Regions from separate parts of the Sus scrofa genome. Here region 1 is linked to region 2. The links are chromatin contacts, called in public HiChIP or PLAC-seq maps. All regions are on one chromosome and are shown on one strand. The core of a region is the stretch at or near the end of the contact, and the rest is flanking DNA. Distances in the headings are between cores, read along the strand shown. Region 1 has its middle 14 kb from the start of MIR152. Region 2 holds the start of CDK5RAP3 (CDK5 regulatory subunit-associated protein 3).

The links. HiChIP or PLAC-seq counts read pairs in DNA pulled down with a chosen protein or histone mark.
Region 1: an H3K27ac HiChIP or PLAC-seq map of alveolar macrophages shows a contact between it and region 2. The contact joins the enhancer-like site here to the promoter of CDK5RAP3 in region 2. A contact is called at or near these places in 3 of 5 promoter capture datasets (fetal liver, fetal skeletal muscle and liver), 28 of 47 Hi-C or Micro-C datasets (adipocytes, adipose tissue, alveolar macrophages and 18 more) and 2 of 2 datasets of contacts at active chromatin or transcription factors (alveolar macrophages and skeletal muscle).

Annotation. Positions count from the first base shown.
Region 1 is chr12:24,276,389-24,280,376 of Sscrofa11.1, forward strand. No RefSeq gene overlaps it. Among named protein-coding and RNA genes, the nearest start is that of MIR152, 14 kb to the right of the region's middle. Within about 2 kb of position 1,318, at least 24 of the 83 cell types and tissues checked have an H3K27ac peak or open chromatin away from gene starts, as enhancers often do. A contact at or near this core is called in adipose tissue, alveolar macrophages, omental adipose tissue and 3 more, where this site is marked.
Region 2 is chr12:24,221,617-24,225,627 of Sscrofa11.1, forward strand. CDK5RAP3 (CDK5 regulatory subunit-associated protein 3) reads left to right here and starts at 2,646. Exons shown (of 14, transcript XM_021067091.1): 1 at 2,646-2,771; 2 at 2,995-3,040. The coding sequence starts at 2,766.

The DNA of each region.
Region 1 (3,988 bases), core at 68-2,567, 53 kb after region 2:
TCAGATTTGTTTCTGCTGAGCCATGACGGGAACTCCTGACTTACAGTTTTTGATAAAGTCTGGTCTACCTTCGGTCCCCCTAAGAGAGCAAAACCTTCATTTGGAATCCATCAGAACTGTTACTGGGTAGGGCTGTTGGGAGTGAGCATGGGCAGGGATGATGATGTACCCTATAAGGGGGAAAGATGGGGAGTCCATCATTAACTGCTGAGCCACAAGGGAAAGTCTCAAACGCTGTGAATTTTTATCACCTCTCAGGTCATGGTAAAAAACACAATTTAATTTTATTTATTAATTTTTTTATTTTGTCTTTTTTTTTTTTTTGCCTTTCTAGGGCCGCTCCCGAGGCATATGGAGGTTCCCAGGCTAGGGGTCGAATCGGAGCTGTAGCCACCGGCCTACACCACAGCCACAGCAATTCGAGATCTGAGCCGCATCTGCGACCTACACCACAGCTCATGGCAACGCTGTATCCTTAACCCACTGAGTGAGGCCAGGGATCGAACCCACAACCTCATGGTTCCTAGAAGGATTCGTTAACCATTGAGCCACGACAGGAACTCCCTGCGGTTTGATTTTAAAAGGTATTTCTACCTTGAAATATTTCTCAAATCCCTTCTCTCCTTTCAACCCACCCCATCCCACTGCCCCAGCTGGGCCCAATCACTTTCTAACCAGTCTCCCTTTCTTTCCCTCCTGCCTGGCTCCTGGCAAATACTCAAATACTTGAATGAAAGAACGAACAAATGAGCAAACAAAAGGAATGCATGAATACTGTTAAAAGAACGAGACCCAGTTTGGAAGGAAAGGAAGGTCCACTGGGTTGTGTGCAAACTACATTGGGGAAACTACTGAATTTTGCCTACATCAGGTTCTGGAGTTAAGGATATCCACGGGACATTAGGGTAAGACTTTTTTCTCTGGGAGTTCCTGTCATGGCTCAGTGGTTAACGAATCCCACTAGGATCCATGATGTTGCAGGTTCGATCCCTGGCCTCACTCAGTGGATTAAGGATTTGGCGTTGCCATGAGCTGTGGTGTAGGTCGCAGACGCTGCTTGGATCTGCTGTTGCTGTGGCTGTGATGTAGGCCGGCAGCTGTAGCTCTGATTCGACCCCTAACCTTCATAGGCTGTGAGTGCGGCCCTAAAAAGACAAAACAAAAAAAAAAAAGATTTTTTTTCTCTGTAGAGTTTCAAGGGAGATTGAGAGCACAGAAAGTCTGAGCCTTAAGCCGGTCTCCAGCTCATCCCCCAACCCACTCCCAGGCCTCGCTGCTCCTGCCTTAGCCAAACAGAGCCACGGAGCAGATACACTCCGGCGGTGGTCCAGGCAGCGGGGAGCCATCCATCACTGTCTGGGTACTGGCCTATCCGACCAGCTCCGCCTTCCTGCCAGCCAATGGCCGGAAAGCGGGGGGGGGGGGGGGCGGAACCAGAGAGGGGGCCACCGGCTCAAAAGGGTATAAGGGGGGTCTGAGGCCTGGCGGTACTGCTTCTGTGTCCCTGGCCGGGTCTAGGGGTGGCTAGCGTGCCCCCCTGCACCCGAGTCCCGCTGATGCTACAGTGTGAGCCCTCTGGCCCATGGTGTCTCCGTTTCTGAAATGCCCCGGTGCCAATTCGGCAGGAGAAAAGGGGACGTCCTGAAGCCCCTTCCCCACAGATACTCGAGACCCGCTTCTGCCCACGAGGGCAAGACGGGCAGGAGCCCCGGGGTTGAGAGCAGACGGGAAGCCAGGCCCCAGGGCCGCTCCTGCCAGCAACCACCGACGGCACTTCCCGAAATCCGGCCCCCGGCGGACGGCGCCTTCGCTCTCGCTCACTAGGCGTCTGGGAGAGGCGGGGGGCCAGCGGGCAGAGCTCAAGGCAGACGGCCAGACCCGCCGTTCTGGCGGCTCCGCGGGGCTGGGGGCACAGAGAGGGAGCCTGGCACGCAGCGGGCCCTCGGTCTCAGCCCGGGGAGAGCCACCCCTGCAAACCTGGCGTCCCTGGGAAGGAGCCGCGCCCCTTCTGCCCGCGCTCCCTGGGTCCCCCAGCGGTTCAGTGCAGCCCTCTTTGCGCTGCCCTAGCTCTGCCGCGGGGGTGGGTCGGTTGCTTCTTCGCAGTTCCACAGTCCTTTGGCCACAGCGGGCGAGGACATCTCCCTGGTCGCCCTTCCGCATTGCCTTGCCCCTTCGGCTCATTCCTTTTAACCCGGTACAGTCCCTGTGTGGGGAGGGCTTCGGACTGCCCTAGGCGAAGGGGCGAGGGAAAGCCACCTCCCTCCAGCAGTTCCTCCTCCTGAGCCCGCCTTTGCGGAAACTGTTGCAAATACTTTTTAGTCTTTCAGAGCCTCGGTGTGCCGGTCCGTAAAATGGGGATAGCAGTGCATAGTCCATAGCATTCGGTGAGTCAGTTTGTGTGGAGCGCCGGGCCTTCCCATCCTGGTCCCTGCACAACTGGAATTGTGCGGCCCAGGCTGGGGCGTCCAGGTTGCTAGGAAGCGAATTTGCCCCTCGGATTTGGTTCTTGCGGTCGGTCGTTTAGAGGCGGTGGATGGAGCCGGATACCGGACGAGGCCGAACATTTGCTCAAGTATTTCTGGAAATTTTCTCATTTCCCGTCGTCACACTGGCCCTTAAACTCTACACCATTTAATTGAATACTCTTTTCTCCCCTTCCGATGTGGCCTTTTTGCATTTTTTTACTGGAACACAGTATTTACAACTGATTTGTTTACCTAACTATATCTTTATCATTTTCTCTAATTACAGAAGTAGTCATGCCCATTATAAATATTCAATCCTGCAGAGTTTTGTAATGTAAGACGTGATAACCCGCAGGGACTGCCTCTATTTAACACCCAGGGCTCAGCACTTGCTTTCAGCGGTCGCTGGCAGAAATTTGTGAGCTCTAGCTGGCTAGGAGCTCGCCTGCAGGTCGCGCCGGGTGGTTACTAGGGAAACGCCAGCCGCTGGGGTAAGAGGCCAGCGATTAACTCCCTTGAGAAGGGGTCGGTCCCGCCCTGGGGGCGGAGTTAGTAAAGGAAAGGCGGACCCGCAGGGAGCGCGTTTCCCGATTTTCCCTCCAGATGTCGCTAAAGGATCGTGGATTCGGTCCTGGGACCACGCTCCCCTCGGCTGCGGGCGCCAAGGGGCGGAGCCAGGGCGGGGCGTGGACCTGCAGCTGCAGTTAGCCGGGGGGTCAAGGGAAACGAGGGGTGTATGTCGGACTATTAGACACTCTCTGGGTCTTCTGCACATGACGAAGAAAAGTGTATGTGTCAGAGAAAGAGAAAAAGGGGAGCTTCTAGAACGCGGAGAGAGAAGGGGAAATCTGTCGCCGCAAATGTCACTCCATCCTTCCCATTTGCCCTTAGGGTCCCCCTCCGCCCTTCTCTCCCTCTGGATCTGCAACGCTTCACACCTTCAGTACACGGTGTGCTCTGCCCACAACTGCAAGGTGGGAGCTGCCCGGTGCTTTCTCGCTCCTAAGCCTAGCCATGGCAAGTTTGCCAGGCTCTAGTGCCCAGGGTAGAAGCCAGCATAGGAATTCCGCTGGCATAGGAATTCTTGTCCTGGGCAAGCCAAGAAAAACAGGCGCATGCCGTTCCTCAGTTTGTCCGGAGGAAATCTTACGCCCTTCCCTTCTGGAGGCTGAGAATGGAAAATGTGAGCAGAAGAATCCCCAGCGGGGCCACCATGTAGGTACAATCTTTTGCTCTCCTTTTCCCCCTAAATGCACCATTCCTCTCATTATTACTCTTTTACCCTGTCACACAGTCATGCCCAGTCCTCGCCACCACATATAGGGTCCCAGAATGAGTATCACACCCCTTCACTATGTTAAGTGGTCTGCTTCCCTTGACCCACCCCTTCCCCACCAATCACACAACCACAAGAATACACCCTGGTACTGGGCATCCTGAAGATGAGCCACACAGAGTGCAGGAGCCTTTATCAGGGAGTTCCCGTCATGGCTCAGTGGTTAACGAATCCGACTAGGAACCAT
Region 2 (4,011 bases), core at 1,396-3,895:
GTCTTCTCAGTGCCTATCCCATCACGCAGTTTGATAAAAAACTTACTGAGGAGTACCCGTGGTGGCTCAGCAAAAACAAATCCAACTAGGAGTTCCCGTGGTGGCACAGTGGTTAACGAATCCGACTAGGAACCATGAGGTTGCGGGTTTGGTCCCTGCCCTTGCTCAGTGTGTTGACGATCCGGCGTTGCCGTGAGCTGTGGTGTGGGTTACAGAGGCAGCTCGGATCCCACGTTGCTGTAGCTCTGGCGTAGGCCAGAGGCTACAGCTCCGATTGGACCCCTAGCCTGGGAACCTCCATATGACGCAGGAGCAACCCAAGAAATAGCAAAAAAGACAAGAAAAAAAAAAAAAAACCCAACTAGTATCCATGAGGAGGTGGGTTCAATCCCTGGCCTGACTCAGTGGGTTAAGGACCCATCGTCCCCATAACCTATGGTGTAGGTTGTAGGCATGGCTCCTATTTAGTGTTGCTGTGGCTGTGGTGTAGCCCAGCAGCTATAGCTCTGATTTGACCACCTAGCCTGGGAACCTCCATATGCCACACGTGTGGCCCTAAAAAAACCCCAAAACCAAAAAAAAAAAAAAAAAAACCCAACTTACTGAGCCCCAAGTGATGCTCGGGGCAAAGAGGGGGAGGGGAGTCATTTAGAAAAACCCAGGCAGAGCCTCCTGGAGGAGTTAACAACCTGGAAAGGGGTGGGGGGTGCAAATTGCACACCCAGCCCTGTGAGATCCTCAGCCCACCCTCTCTCCTCAGCCTACACGCCTCTTGCCCAGTCTCACACCCTCTCCCAGCTTCAGCCACCACCTGGACCACAAATCTGTCAGCCTGTGGCTCTCCAAAGCTGTGGCCCCAGTCCCTGAACTCCAAAGCTGCCAACCCAAGCGCCTCTTGCCCACTTTCTCACCTGGGGGTCTCCCAGGGCCACTAGCCCCACAATTTAAAAGCTGAGGTACCCTCCTCAACTCCTGCTCAGCATCCTGCATCCCTGTCCTAGGTGGGGGCACTCCCATCCAACCACCTCTGTGTCATCTTCTTTTTTTTTTTTTTTCTTTTTAGGGCTACACCTGCGGCATATGGAGGTTCCCAGGCCAGGGGTCAAATCAGAGCTGCAGCTGCCAGCCCATGCCACAGACGGAGCAACACAGGATCCGAACAGTGTCTGCAACCTACACCACAGCTCACAGTAATGCCAGATCCTTAATCCACTGAGCGAGGCCAGGGATTGAACCCACAACTTCATGGTTCCTAGTCGGATTCGTTTCTGCTGTGTCACGACAGGAACTCTGCCTCTGTGTCATCCTTGCTGTTCCAGTCCCCAAACCCACACAGCCAATCAACTGCCATTTTCCTCCAAAACATCTCAAATCCAGCCTTCTCTTCCTCCTAGTGCCTCTGTCCCAGGTGAACCCTGAACTCCTGTCTAATAACCTCCTGACAGTTTCCCAGTCTTATCTCCCACAAATCCATCTTCTGTGCAGCCAACCTGTATACGTTCCTCCCTGCCTCAAGCCTCAAACCCTTAAAACCCTCCAGTGGTTCTTCTCTTTCTGCAGGGGGGAAGTACAAGTTGCTTCCTGAGATCTTTTGATATGCCCCTCACAGGCTTTTTTCTCCAGCCACCCCATGCCTCAAACATTTCACTGCACAGGGGATGGGCTGCCTGGGGGGCTGCCTTCCCGAGTGTGAGACCTAAGCTGTGCCCTCTTGAAATTGTCTATATATATATATATCTTTCTTTTTCTTTTCTTTTCTTTTTTTTTTTTTTGGCTTTTTGCCTTTTCTGGGGCCGCTCCAGCGGTATATGGAGGTTCCCAGGCTAGGGGTCGAATCGGAGCTGTTGCTGCTGGCCTGCGCCAGAGCCACAGCAACGCCAGATCTGAGTCCACGTCTGCGACCTACACCACAGCTCACAACAACGCTGGAAAATTGTCTATATTTTTAAACAAGGGGCTCTGCATTTTCATTTTGCTCTGGTCGCTGACAATCATTTTGCCCGTCTTGCCTGTTTGTTGTCCCCTGCACCCCTCTTATGGTTTGTGGCCTGCATAGTCTCCTCCACCCAGAACACCCCTCCCACATCACCCTTTCTGCAGCTCTTCTTTTAACACTCAATTTAGGTGTTATCTTTGGGATAACAAGCCTCCCTTGAACTTCCTCCCTCCCTCCCGTTATCAGCCCTAACCACACAAGCAGCAGCTGCCCAACAGTTGTCTATTTGATGAACTGAAGGAGAAAGCAATGTGCGACACGTGGCACAAGAGACCTACAAACCATCGATGGACAGTAAAGCAAGGCAAGACGGCAAGGGATTTGCAACAGCCTCCGGGTCACCCTGGGCGGCGCTAGGACCCTGCCCGCAGACGCGTTAATGTTGCGGGGAGGCTTCCTTGCCGGGAGGCTTCCTTGTCTTGTTGGCCGGAAGCGCCTGGAGCCGCTCTAGAGCGCCGCCTACTGGGATCGCGACGCCGCTGCAGCCCTTTCCTGACTCCCCCACCCTTCCCTGGCCGTGAGCCCGCCTCGCGTCTCCTATTGGCCGTCTCCTCTTCTCCCGCCCCTCCCGGGCTCAGCCACTCGGAGCCCCGGGGTGGGTGGGGCTTGAGGCCGGTGGTGTGCGCGCCCCGATTGGCTCAGAGGAAGGCGGTGACGTGGCCGGAGCAGCCCTGTCTGTGCCTAAACTGAAGCTCGGCCACGCTAGATCTGGATTGGTGGTAGGCGGGGCGGGCCCCGGTCGCTGGCCGGAAGCGGAAGTGGAGGAAAGATGCAGGTTTGAAGACAGGAGTTGGAAAAATGGGGGGCTGGTTTGGGACCCCTGGACTCAGTTCAGCCCATCCTTCCCTGATCTGCTTCCCCGGCTCTCTCATGGGCTCAGCCCTCCCCGACTCCTGCGTGGTGGCTCCGCAGGGTGGCGGTTGCGCGGGCGAAATGGAGCAAGCGGCAGGTTCCCTTCCAGCGCTCACGCCCGGTTCCCCCGCGATCTTTCCCGCTAGGACCATCAGCACGTGCCCATCGACATCCAGACCAGCAAGCTGCTCGGTAGGAGGGGTCACCCCGCTCAACCGGCTGTCAGGGGGAGGCCTGGCCCTTTGCCCCATCACCAACAGCTGGAGCCCAGACATCCCAAGGTCCCTGTTCAGACGCTGACCGCTCGCCCTGCTCTGTGCCCGCGTCTGTGCCCAGACCTGCCTCGCTAAGAGGAGCAGGAAGGAACCGTTCATAAAGTCTGTACTCAATCTGCGTCTTCTACCTTAACGTTTGTAACATGTGTTGCCAATCAGATCATTCAGGCGCAGAGAGGCGAAGGGCTTACCTTGAAGATGGTCACCTACTGAGATGTCAGATCTGAAATTAGAACCTAAGTCTGTCAGGCACCAGCATCTATGCTTTTTGTATTATGCCAGAAAAAAAAGCTTTCTCTCCTTTTTTATTTTTACTATTTTCCTTTTTTTTTTTTTTTTTTTTTTTGAGGGCCGTTTGAATGGCATGTGGAGGTTCCCAGGCTAGGGGTCCAATCCGAGCTACAGCTGCCAGCCTACACCACAGCCACAGCAACGCCAGATCCGAGCCACGTCTGCAGCCTACACCACAGCTCATGCCAACACCGGATCCTTAACTCACTGAGTGAGGTCAGGGATCGAACCCACAACCTCATGGTTCCTAGTCGGATTTGTTTTGGCTGCGCCACAACGGAAACTCCGGCACATGTATGCTCTTGATGTATGTGCTTGTTATTGTTTGTGAAAGGGACTGATGAGACAACAACTGTGTATCGAGGGTTTGCGCTCTACCAGGTGCTGTTTTGTGTGCTTGATGTTATGAACATGAAGATCACCACCATTCATTGAGCCCTTGCCATGTGCTAGGTGTTTTACCTTCATTCCCCTTTGTACTCAGTGTCTCTAGCATCTTCATTTTACATGTAGGGAAACTGAGGCACAGAGCGATTGAGGGACTTTGCCCAAGAAAGTTGCTAAATAGCAGCCAAGTCCATCTGACCCCAGAGTCTA